2 separate regions of the Bombyx mori genome follow, and region 2 is linked to region 1. A link is a contact called in public Hi-C data. All regions are on one chromosome and are shown on one strand. The core of a region is the stretch at or near the end of the contact, and the rest is flanking DNA. Distances in the headings are between cores, read along the strand shown. Region 1 holds the start of LOC101745996 (photoreceptor-specific nuclear receptor). Region 2 overlaps LOC101745996 (photoreceptor-specific nuclear receptor).

Region 1 (4,877 bases), core at 1,065-3,564:
TCATGTCGGTATTTTAGGTACATAAAATTTTACTAATTTTACTTTTCAATAATTCATTTTACAAGTTTTATTTAATTTATAAAATGAATTATTGTAGAGAGAAAAGTACGTACACTAGGATTGCTCGGACAGAATAGTGAAGATCATAAATTTAAATATGTTCTAATTTTTTTTGCGAACGAACCCACAGACTGCCTTTTTAAACCGGTCACCCCACAAAAAAAAAGAAGTACTAATAAAAAAAAATGTGTGCGTGTACTAGTGTACACACGTAAGAAGTGAAACTTGTTTATGGCCTTATTTTTCGAAAAATGATCTACATGCAACTTTCTAGAAATTGGTTAAATAAAGTTAAATTAGATAAAGTTTAAACAAAAGGATTTTATTATCATAGACATGAATACAAATAATACAATTATTTCACTTTACCTTTTTGCTACTAAGATTATTACAGCATTTTAATAATACATCTCTTTGATATCATAATACCCTGGTACTTTTCTTCCTATAAATTAATAATAATAGCACGGTCCACGTGGTGTTAAATGGGGTTCCTGAGGTTCGTGAAGTTTGACCCACCTTGAGACATGAGGTCGATTTCTCAAATCCGAAACCATGCTTCAGAACATACCGCCGTTAATTATTAATAAATCTCTTTGCTATCATAATACCCTGGTACTTTTCTTCCTATTATTTTACGTAATAACAGTAATAAATAGCACGGTCCACGTGATATTATTAAGTGGGCTCCCTGAGATTATTGGAATTACAAAATGATTTCCGTAATCCACCTGGAGACATGAGGTCAATTTCTCAAATCGGAATCCATACTTCAGAACATACAGCCGTTAATTAATAAAGAAGGCTGTACGTCAGAGTAAAGTTATAATAATACATCTCTTTGATATCATAATACCCTGGTACTTTTCTTCCTATTATTTTACGTAATAACAATAATAGCACGGTCCACGTGATATTAAGTGGGTTACCTGGGATTATTGCAATTACAAAATGTATTCCGTGACCCACCTTGAGACATGAGGTCGGTTTCTCAAATGCGCATCCATACTTCAGAACATACAGCCGTTAATTAAAAGATGGCGCGTAACGGAAAAATGTGACGCGTAACCGAAAAATGTGACGGTAAATTTTTTTCCAACGCCGATAAGGAAGTTTCACTTCAATAAATAAAAAGCTCATATAAAAACATCGGCGGCTCCCGGACTATTTTCTCCCTGCCTAAGTTCCCGTCAGATGCGAAAAGCAACGGGGCGGAGTCAGACCCGCCTTCGGCCAAGCTCACGTCGAGCGGAGACCGCGTCAAAAGTCCACCAGCCGCGCTAGCAAGCGCTTGACAAAATCGCGCGGGAAATTAAAAAAAAAAAAATCGTCGCGAATTCTTATCCTTAACGTTTGAGTGGTAATTGAATTTTCGTGAACGGGTAAAATAGTTTGGTTAAATCCTTTTTTGAATCTAAAATTGCAAATGTATACGAAGTGCTGGCGAAGTGGCTAGTAATTTTGCGTAGATTTTTTTAAATATTAGTTAATTAATTAGAGATTGGCCAATTTAGTCGGTGGCGGTGACTGATTTTGTTGCCAATATGAGAATAAAATTAATAAACAGGCAAACCCTCATAGTTTTAAAGATTACTACAATGAAAAATCTTTTGAACTTCACGATTAAATGGTTTAACAATGTCAAATGAGAGCTTGACAATTTCGGTTTCTCTCGGCAAGCGTTTGATAAAATTCTGTATTTTTCTGATCAAACGGCTTGGCCGCAAACGCCAAATGGTATCTATGACGGTAGGACATTTTTGTATCGAAGTTTATTTCAGAAATAAGCAGTTTCGAATTTTTTTTATTGTTTCACTGTATTCATGCTACTATTACGATTTAACCTCGCGTCTTTTTATTGTCATTATGTTATTTTCGAAGTTGTGAATAGTTCAGTTTTCATGGTGTCTGAAATATATAATAATGACCAAAAAAAATATTCGAAATTAAACCCTAAAAGTATTTTAATAGAAGGCGATTATCGTTTTTAAGTTATTTGTATGAAATAGAAAAACTATGTAAATACATACTTAAAAAAGCGATTCGCTCTTCCATTTATTGGGTTCTGTATGAAATTAAGTGACATTTTAAAACAACTTCGACTTGGACTGCGTTTTTTTTAATTCTAACTAATCACGCATTTGCATATATTTAACGGACGATATGTTCAATAGATTCGATAAATCGAACTATTTATAGACCTTCTTAGAGATGTGGCCGTATTAAATAAAATTATAATTTAGTAGGTATGTAAATTTCCAGTTCTTAGTGCGTGAAATAAGTTGATCGAAAAACCGATAAATGCTCTGAGCGCGCTCCTGACAGTGATAATAACAGTGTCAGTGATAATAGACGTTTTTGAAATGGAAATCGCTCAGGCACCCCTCCAGCTGACCCAAGAGCATCAGGATGGCCGGGTAACAGGTATAAAATCTTCCAGTTCTCTTTCTCTTTCTAATTATGGCAATTGGGTTCGTGCGATGCCATTGTTGCCAATGTCGAGTTTATAAAAATCTTCAATAATTAAATACATGCATATTCTGTTGTAACGGAGGGACGCCGCCCCGTAGGGAGGCCCAAGTACCGCTGGTCTGACGCTGTGGAAGGAAATTTACGGGAGCTCCAAGTGTCGGACTGGCAAGGTGTTGCGCAGCGCCGGGATGAATGGCAAAGCTTATTGTCGGAGGCCAAGACCCACTTCGGGGTCATAGCGCCAGCTCAGTAGTAGTATATTCTGTTATTATGAAAAATAATACATTACATTGATAAAAAATTATTGTCGAATTGATAACTTCCTCTTTTGAAGTCGGTTAAAAAGCGTGATTTTGGTACCTTAAATAGCTCCTTAACATTATCTATTATTCAAAAATATTTACACTTTCTACGTAAATGAAGAGGCGGGTAAAGTTTAGCGCTATGCCAAAGTAATTATTTCACGCTGACGCAGTCGCGGGCAACAGTTAGTTATTTGTTTGTCCTTTTTTCACGTCGAAATGAAGGGACGTATTGTCATTCTTTTTGTATAGTGATAGTTTTAGGTCAGGAGACTGGTATAAGGTACCTTTTTTGCCGGAATCACTTCTCATTCCGACGGGAAACTACACTGATATTTTTCCTTTGACCACGCGGGCGAAGCCGCGGGTAACAGCTGGTGACCATACCAATACTTCATTATTTATTGTTAGATTTAAAGGTTTGATCTATTTTCATAAGTCTCTATGAATATTGTTAAGTTGTTGACTGCTATATAGGTCACCGGTGCCCTACGCGGCGCACCGAAGTAATCATGACGATTTCTGATACTAAGGCGCCTGGATTTCCTAACTTTACCTTCTTTTGTTAGTTAATGTACGTTTTAGACTTTACTTAATGTAGGCCTATTAGAAATATATTCATTCTCAGTATCTTCGGCTTCGTCTTTCCCAGAGTTTTGTATCTAGATATTCCGGCGCCTTAACAATCGAAATCGAAATAATTACTACTCCATTTTGTAAAAGCGACACCACACCTCTCATCGTGGCCGCCGGTAACTACATTCCCAAACCTGCGGATCAAATGGTAAACAGTCTTATACACCCTAAACACGTCATTACGGATCCTCCCGATCCACTATCGGTGCTTTTAGGTACCTCAAGCACCGATCATCAGCGAGTAAATTACACAGACACAGCCCACTGAGTTTCTCGTCAGATCATCTCAGTGGATCGCGTTTCCGATCCGGTGGTAGATTCTGCGAAGCACTGCTCTTGCTAGGGCTAGTGTTAGGAACGTCGTCGGGTTTGAGCCCCGTGAGTTAGCCTACTTGTTAGGTTACGCTGACATAGCCTCTCAAGGCTATCAGCATAAGTAGGAAAAAAATTACTTCTGCGCTTCACGTAGGGCACCGGTGACCTAGATGGCCAGGGCCCTGATACTTTAAGACAAATATTTTTTTTTACATCTTGACATTTTTTTTTTACTTTTTGACATCTTGTAGCGGATTCCCCAAAACTTATATGTTGTTGAAGTTAAGGCATTTAATTATTGTATAACTAAACACAGAAAAAAAAATCATACTAGTCTTTATTTGTTATAGATAAATTGATTAAATTTTATCAATTTGTGGTTTTTGATAATTTACAAAATCCTTCATCAAAAATAAAATATAGGAAGGTTATAATGTTACTCCCATCTACAGGAGGAAACTAATAGAAGCGAAGCCATCTAGTGGCCGACGCCCGTAAAAATTTTTATTGAGTGCTTGTGTTGCTTATCTATAACTATTTTTTTGGCAGTCAAAGGGTTAATAATGGTATACTGCAGCACGGCTGTCGTATCTTTCTCAAAATTTTCCTAGATGAAGACAGTTGCTTAGAAGAGAGACTAAAAATATAACAACCTATTGTAAAATTATAAGTGTCTGTTAACTGATTCACTATGGTAAACATGTTTCGGTGTGCAACAAAGTCCTTCTCTCTCTCTCTTTCTCTCTCTCTCTCGATAAATACCTATCGAAATGAATTTGACCAATTCTAAAATCACAAAGAATTAAACACAAAACACAAATGAATATCATATAATATTCAGAACGAAGTCTTTGCTCAGCCGTTTCAAGGCTTGCTTCGTTCAAACAGTACATTTATTTTGTAAAACTAAATACCAGTGAATAAATGTATGTAAGATTTATATATACAGACACATATTACACAACGAAATTCTGTTCAAAATAATATATAATAATATATATTATATTTAAACTTTAGCGGGTACTTATCGGGGCCTTACCATGGTGTTCAGTTTTGATGATTATTTAACAACAAATATAGTAGTATTTATGT
Region 2 (4,877 bases), core at 1,593-4,092, 47 kb after region 1:
GAAAGAAAGGGATGTAGGGTATTTTAATAATTCCGCTTGTGATTTAGGGATGTTGGACAGATGAGGCCAGCACCTGATCTCGTTTGATTTTATTTTCCAATTATTGAAATACGATTGCAATTTGAGTACGGCTGGCACTAATTGAATCACAATGATGGAGCTCTAGATTGTAATGTGTGGCGATGAAGCGATGACTTCAACTAAAGTGACTTTAACTTAATTAACTTCAGTGATGCTATGAGCCCTCGCATGTTGGAAAGCATAAGCATAAGCAGTTGAAAACACGAAAAAAAGTGGATTTATAATAATTTAAGTAAACACAGTGTTTTAGGGCGTAGGTAATGCAGGTAGAACAAAAAATAGACTTAAAAGTACCATCGTCCAGAAGTTTTGAAGATTTACGCTAAATGATATTATATCATTGTAGAAATCATTTCTTAGATGTACGTTACAAACATCGGTGGTAGGCCGTCTTGTGAGTCCGCACGGGTAGGTACCACCACCCTGCCTATTTCTGCCGTGAAGCAGTAACGCGTTTCGGTTTGAAGGGCGGAGCAGCTGTTGTACCTACTGTTAAAAGTGAGACCTTACAACTCACGTCTCGAGGTGGGTGGTGGCATTTACTTTGTAGATGTCTATAAGCTCCAGTAACCACTTAAGACCAGATGGGCCGTGAGCTCGTTAACCCATATCAGCAAAAATAGTAACTTTTTTTTTATTAGTTAGGCCACGACGACTTCGAAACTAAATAAAAATGTCGAAAGGAGTCTTAGTAGGCATTGGCTTAACTATGCCGTTGCATTATCTAAGAACGAAGGACTCTTAAATCGTCCTTTAACTACATTAAAAAAAAAAAAACTAACAACACGAACGGAAAGCTAATCCTTAATTTAGTCAATATTATGGTAATACCTATCTATTGTCCGGCCGCTGAGAGAATGCCTTTGTGGATAAGTTGGAAGATGTAATTTTTAAGCACTTTTCATTTTAACGACTCTAAAAAAAAAAAAAATGCTCTACAATTTTGCGGTAAATATAAATTTAATCGAGCGGATTCTTTCGGCGGTCGGACAGTAAATGTTTTAGTATGTCCATTTTGGTGGCCTTAGGGGTTGTTCTAGCTACCCCGGACGAGTGGGGGAGCTAACGCGCTCAACCTGAAAGAGTTTGCTAATACTGGCCCCAACAAGAGCAGTGCTTTGCCGAAACTACCACCGGATCGGAATTACCACCCACTGAGAAGATCCGGCGAGAAACTCAGTGGATTAGCTCACCTGCTACTAAGCAATTACCGAACAACGAAAAAACTGTGAATATATCGTCATCTCGCATTAAAGCTGTATAATCTCAAAACTGACTAATTTTACAGGAGTGTGTTTGAAAGAATTAACATGTGATATTTTTAATATGAATCATCTTTGCAACATTTATTTTTTATTTTTTGCCAGTTACATTATCTGTCTATTAAAGTTAGATAAAATTATCTATTAATTTTGTTAATAGTAGTCAAAATATAGGTAAGCAAAAAATAAAACTAAAACTAAACAACGCTCTTTTGACAGTATTTTATGAGAAAAATACTGGTGATACCAAAATATGATTCCGCATTTCCTAAAATATTCAAACTCAATTTTGAATATTTTAGGAAATTGTATACTTTTAATGCGAAAAGACGATATGCCGTAGAACTGAGGACCGCTGGAGCAGACGGGTTCTCGAGTGGAGACCGCGCAGCGGAAGACGTAATGTAAGGTGGTGTGATGACCACCAAACCATGCACCCCACGCTTTTTTAAAATAAAATAATTTTTTCTTACACTATTTTTAATTCAAATTTATTAAAATGTATTTTCTATTTTTTAGTTGGATTTTCTATAAAGGTGTAAGTATTTTGTTAGTTTTTTTAAACTATTATTATTTTTCATTTTTTAGTTGAATTTAAAATTATCCAATATATTTTTTTTTTATTTTTTTTTTAAAGTTTTTGTGTCACCGGTCAATAAGTATACCAAATTTCGAGTTAATCCAACGTTTTTAAGGGGGTCAAAATCATGTTTAAAAATTCCGTTACGTACTAACATACCTACATACGTCTGAAGCTAATAAAAGCGTAGGTATTAAAAACCCCAAGATCGCATCTTAAAATTGGTTTTAATTGTGATTGCGGTTCACAAAACTGAAAGAAATACCACACCTGACAACTAATCTGTCACTTCAAGCTTACCCATTAATATCAAGAAACGAAAAAAAAAAACACCAATATTTTCTAATTAATACGTGAAGCAAAAACTTTGTATCCATATACCTTTTTACGAAAATTGCGTGGACAGAGGAGTATGAAATTTTCCACACTTATAGAGAATACAGAGAAGAAGTGCACAATGCTAATATATTTTTTTAAATAATGCATAAAAGTTACATTAAATCAATAAAGAAAACATTACACACACTACATACCATGTAGTTGACGCACACACGCATGCATACTATTTATTGTCAAACTTTTGTTCTTGACGTCTGTTGTCAAATTGAGATTAAATATTGTATGTCTTTGTTAATATTTTTTATAGTATAGTCTTGGTGAAATTTGTCATTATAGAAGTATAAAATACAATCATAATAGTGTACAAACTTACAATTCTAATTAATTATAGTCGAATTTCGACTACTGCGGGACCACTAGTATTTTCAGACAGCCAAATCTTAAGTGTCAACCGAATTGAACCCGAAAACCGCTAATGCTTCGTCCCTTTCATTTCCACACGAAACTATCGTGACCCCGTCTCTTTCTTACGCCGCCGGAAATGAGATCTCAAAGATGGCTGCGGCCGGATGTGGGAGGGGCTTTTGATTTATAGTAGGTGGGGTTCTGAACTATCTCACTATAGAATTAAGGAATGTTCAGAATTTAGTGAGGTTCGATTTTCGGATAGTGAATCTAACGGGAGTGACTGAATCAAATAGATTATATCATTTTTTTTACTTTACTTTAACTTTTATACCAAAAGAAAAAGATTTAATGTTCTAAAGTTACTTAATGTTTTACTGGTGGTAGGACCTCTAGTGAGTCTGCGCGGGTAGGTACCACCATCCTGCCTATTTCTGCCGTGAAGCAGTGATGTGTTTCGGTTTGAAGGGTGGGGCAACCTTTGTAACTATACTTGAGAACTTAGAACTTATATCTCAAGGTGGGTGGCGCATTTACGTCATAGATGTCTATGGGCTCCAGTAACCACTTAACATCGGGTGGGCTGTGAGCTCGTCCACCCATCTAAGCAATAAAAAAAAAAGTTAATCGTAATTAATTTTTTTCGTTTTTTTTATTGCCTTTGTGGGCAGACGAGCGTACAACCCACCTGATGGTAAGTGGTTACCGTCGCCCATGGACGTCAGCAATACCAGGGGCAGAACCAAGCCGCTGCCTACCGTTATCGTGGTGCCTTCGAGTGGCGCACGTAATTAAAACTATTTTTAACGGTTTGTCTGTTTAGAGATTACGTGACCACGTAAACCGTAACGTAGCTGTTCGAACCATTTACGTTTGCCGTAGACACGTACATACGTACCCATCACATCGGCACGCGACAATGCGAATGATTGGTCGTCGCCTACCAACTTCAAGCTTCGTCTATTACTAGTGGTAGGACCTCTTGTGAGTCCGCACGGGTAGGTACCACCGCCTTGCCTATTTCTGCCGTGAAGCAGTAATGCGTTTCGGTTTGAAGAGCGGGGCAGCTGTTGTACTGTTAAAAGTGAGACCTTAGAATTCAGTGTGGGTGGCGGCATTTACGTTGTAGTTGTCTATGGGCTCCGTTAACCAATTAGCACCAGGTGGACCATGAGCTCGTTCACCCATTTAAGCAATAAAAAAACCCTTTTAGCTTCACTGACTTCAAAAATGATGGTGGTTCTTATAACACGATATTTTTTGTTACCTCTGAACTATTTTTAGGTGAATTTTGATTATTGTTTTATTATTCGAAAGCTAGTGCTTCGTAGTAATATTATACCATTTAAACATTATCAAGATCTGACCAGTAGTTTTTGAGTTCTCCTTAATAATGTAGATTCTAATATTTTAATTTTACTTCGACTGCATTGATAATAATTTCTTTTGTTTTTTTTGGATAAAGTCAGATTTGTTTTTTGTTGTTGTGTGTTTTTGCCTAGACAAGATCCGCCAATTAGAGGTTATAACTACTTAACTTTTTGACCAATAAAAAATCATTCTAATATTTTCGTTCCTTGAAAACACATTTAAATCACACCTTGAAATCCTCAATTACGACGAGCGAACTAACCCATAGACACAGCCCACTTTAGCCCAGCTTAGAGTGGTAGATTCTGCCAACCAACGCTCTTTCTAGAGCCAATGCTAGTCGTTGATAATGACTTTCCAAGATTCCGTCACATACAAAGAAAGCGCGCTAATAAAAACGGTTCAAAAAGAAACCGCGTAACTCCGATCACATTTCCTACTACAAATAAGGCCGAACGGGTTTGTACCTTCATGACTTCGGTCGCGAAGTAGTCACACCACATATGTACGTATGAATGTCGACTTTATTTCCTCTTTGTTCTTCGCAAACCCAAACGATTATAAACTACCATAATCTCGCTTTTACCATCGCACCGCCCGCCACCGCAGTAGAGTTCATCCATACTACTTGTAGCCACTTTTTTGCCACGTACCATCCGGCTTTGGAATGAACTCCCCTCTACGGTATTTCCCGAGCGCTATGACATATCCTTCAAACGAGGCTTGTGGAGGGTATTAAGCGGTAGGCAGCGGCTTGGCTCTGCCTCTGGCATTGCTGAAGTCCATGTGCGACGGTAACCACTGACCATCAGGTGGGCCGTAAGTTCGTCTGCCTACAA

The links. A called contact is a pair of places that touch in the nucleus more often than the background predicts.
Region 2: a contact with region 1 is called in a Hi-C map of posterior silk gland, with 2.1 times the contacts expected there. The contact joins the enhancer-like site here to the promoter of LOC101745996 in region 1. A contact is called at or near these places in 2 of 7 Hi-C or Micro-C datasets (middle silk gland and posterior silk gland).

The regions. Positions count from the first base shown.
Region 1 is chr28:8,634,600-8,639,476 of ASM3026992v2, forward strand. It overlaps LOC101745996 (photoreceptor-specific nuclear receptor), which reads left to right and starts at 2,315. Exons shown (of 11, transcript XM_038021229.2): 1 at 2,315-2,484. The coding sequence starts at 2,424.
Region 2 is chr28:8,681,214-8,686,090 of ASM3026992v2, forward strand. The region is part of intron 4 of LOC101745996 (photoreceptor-specific nuclear receptor); the gene reads left to right. Among protein-coding and RNA genes, the nearest start is that of LOC101740773, 27 kb to the right of the region's middle. Within about 2 kb of position 2,843, at least 4 of the 8 cell types and tissues checked have open chromatin away from gene starts, as enhancers often do.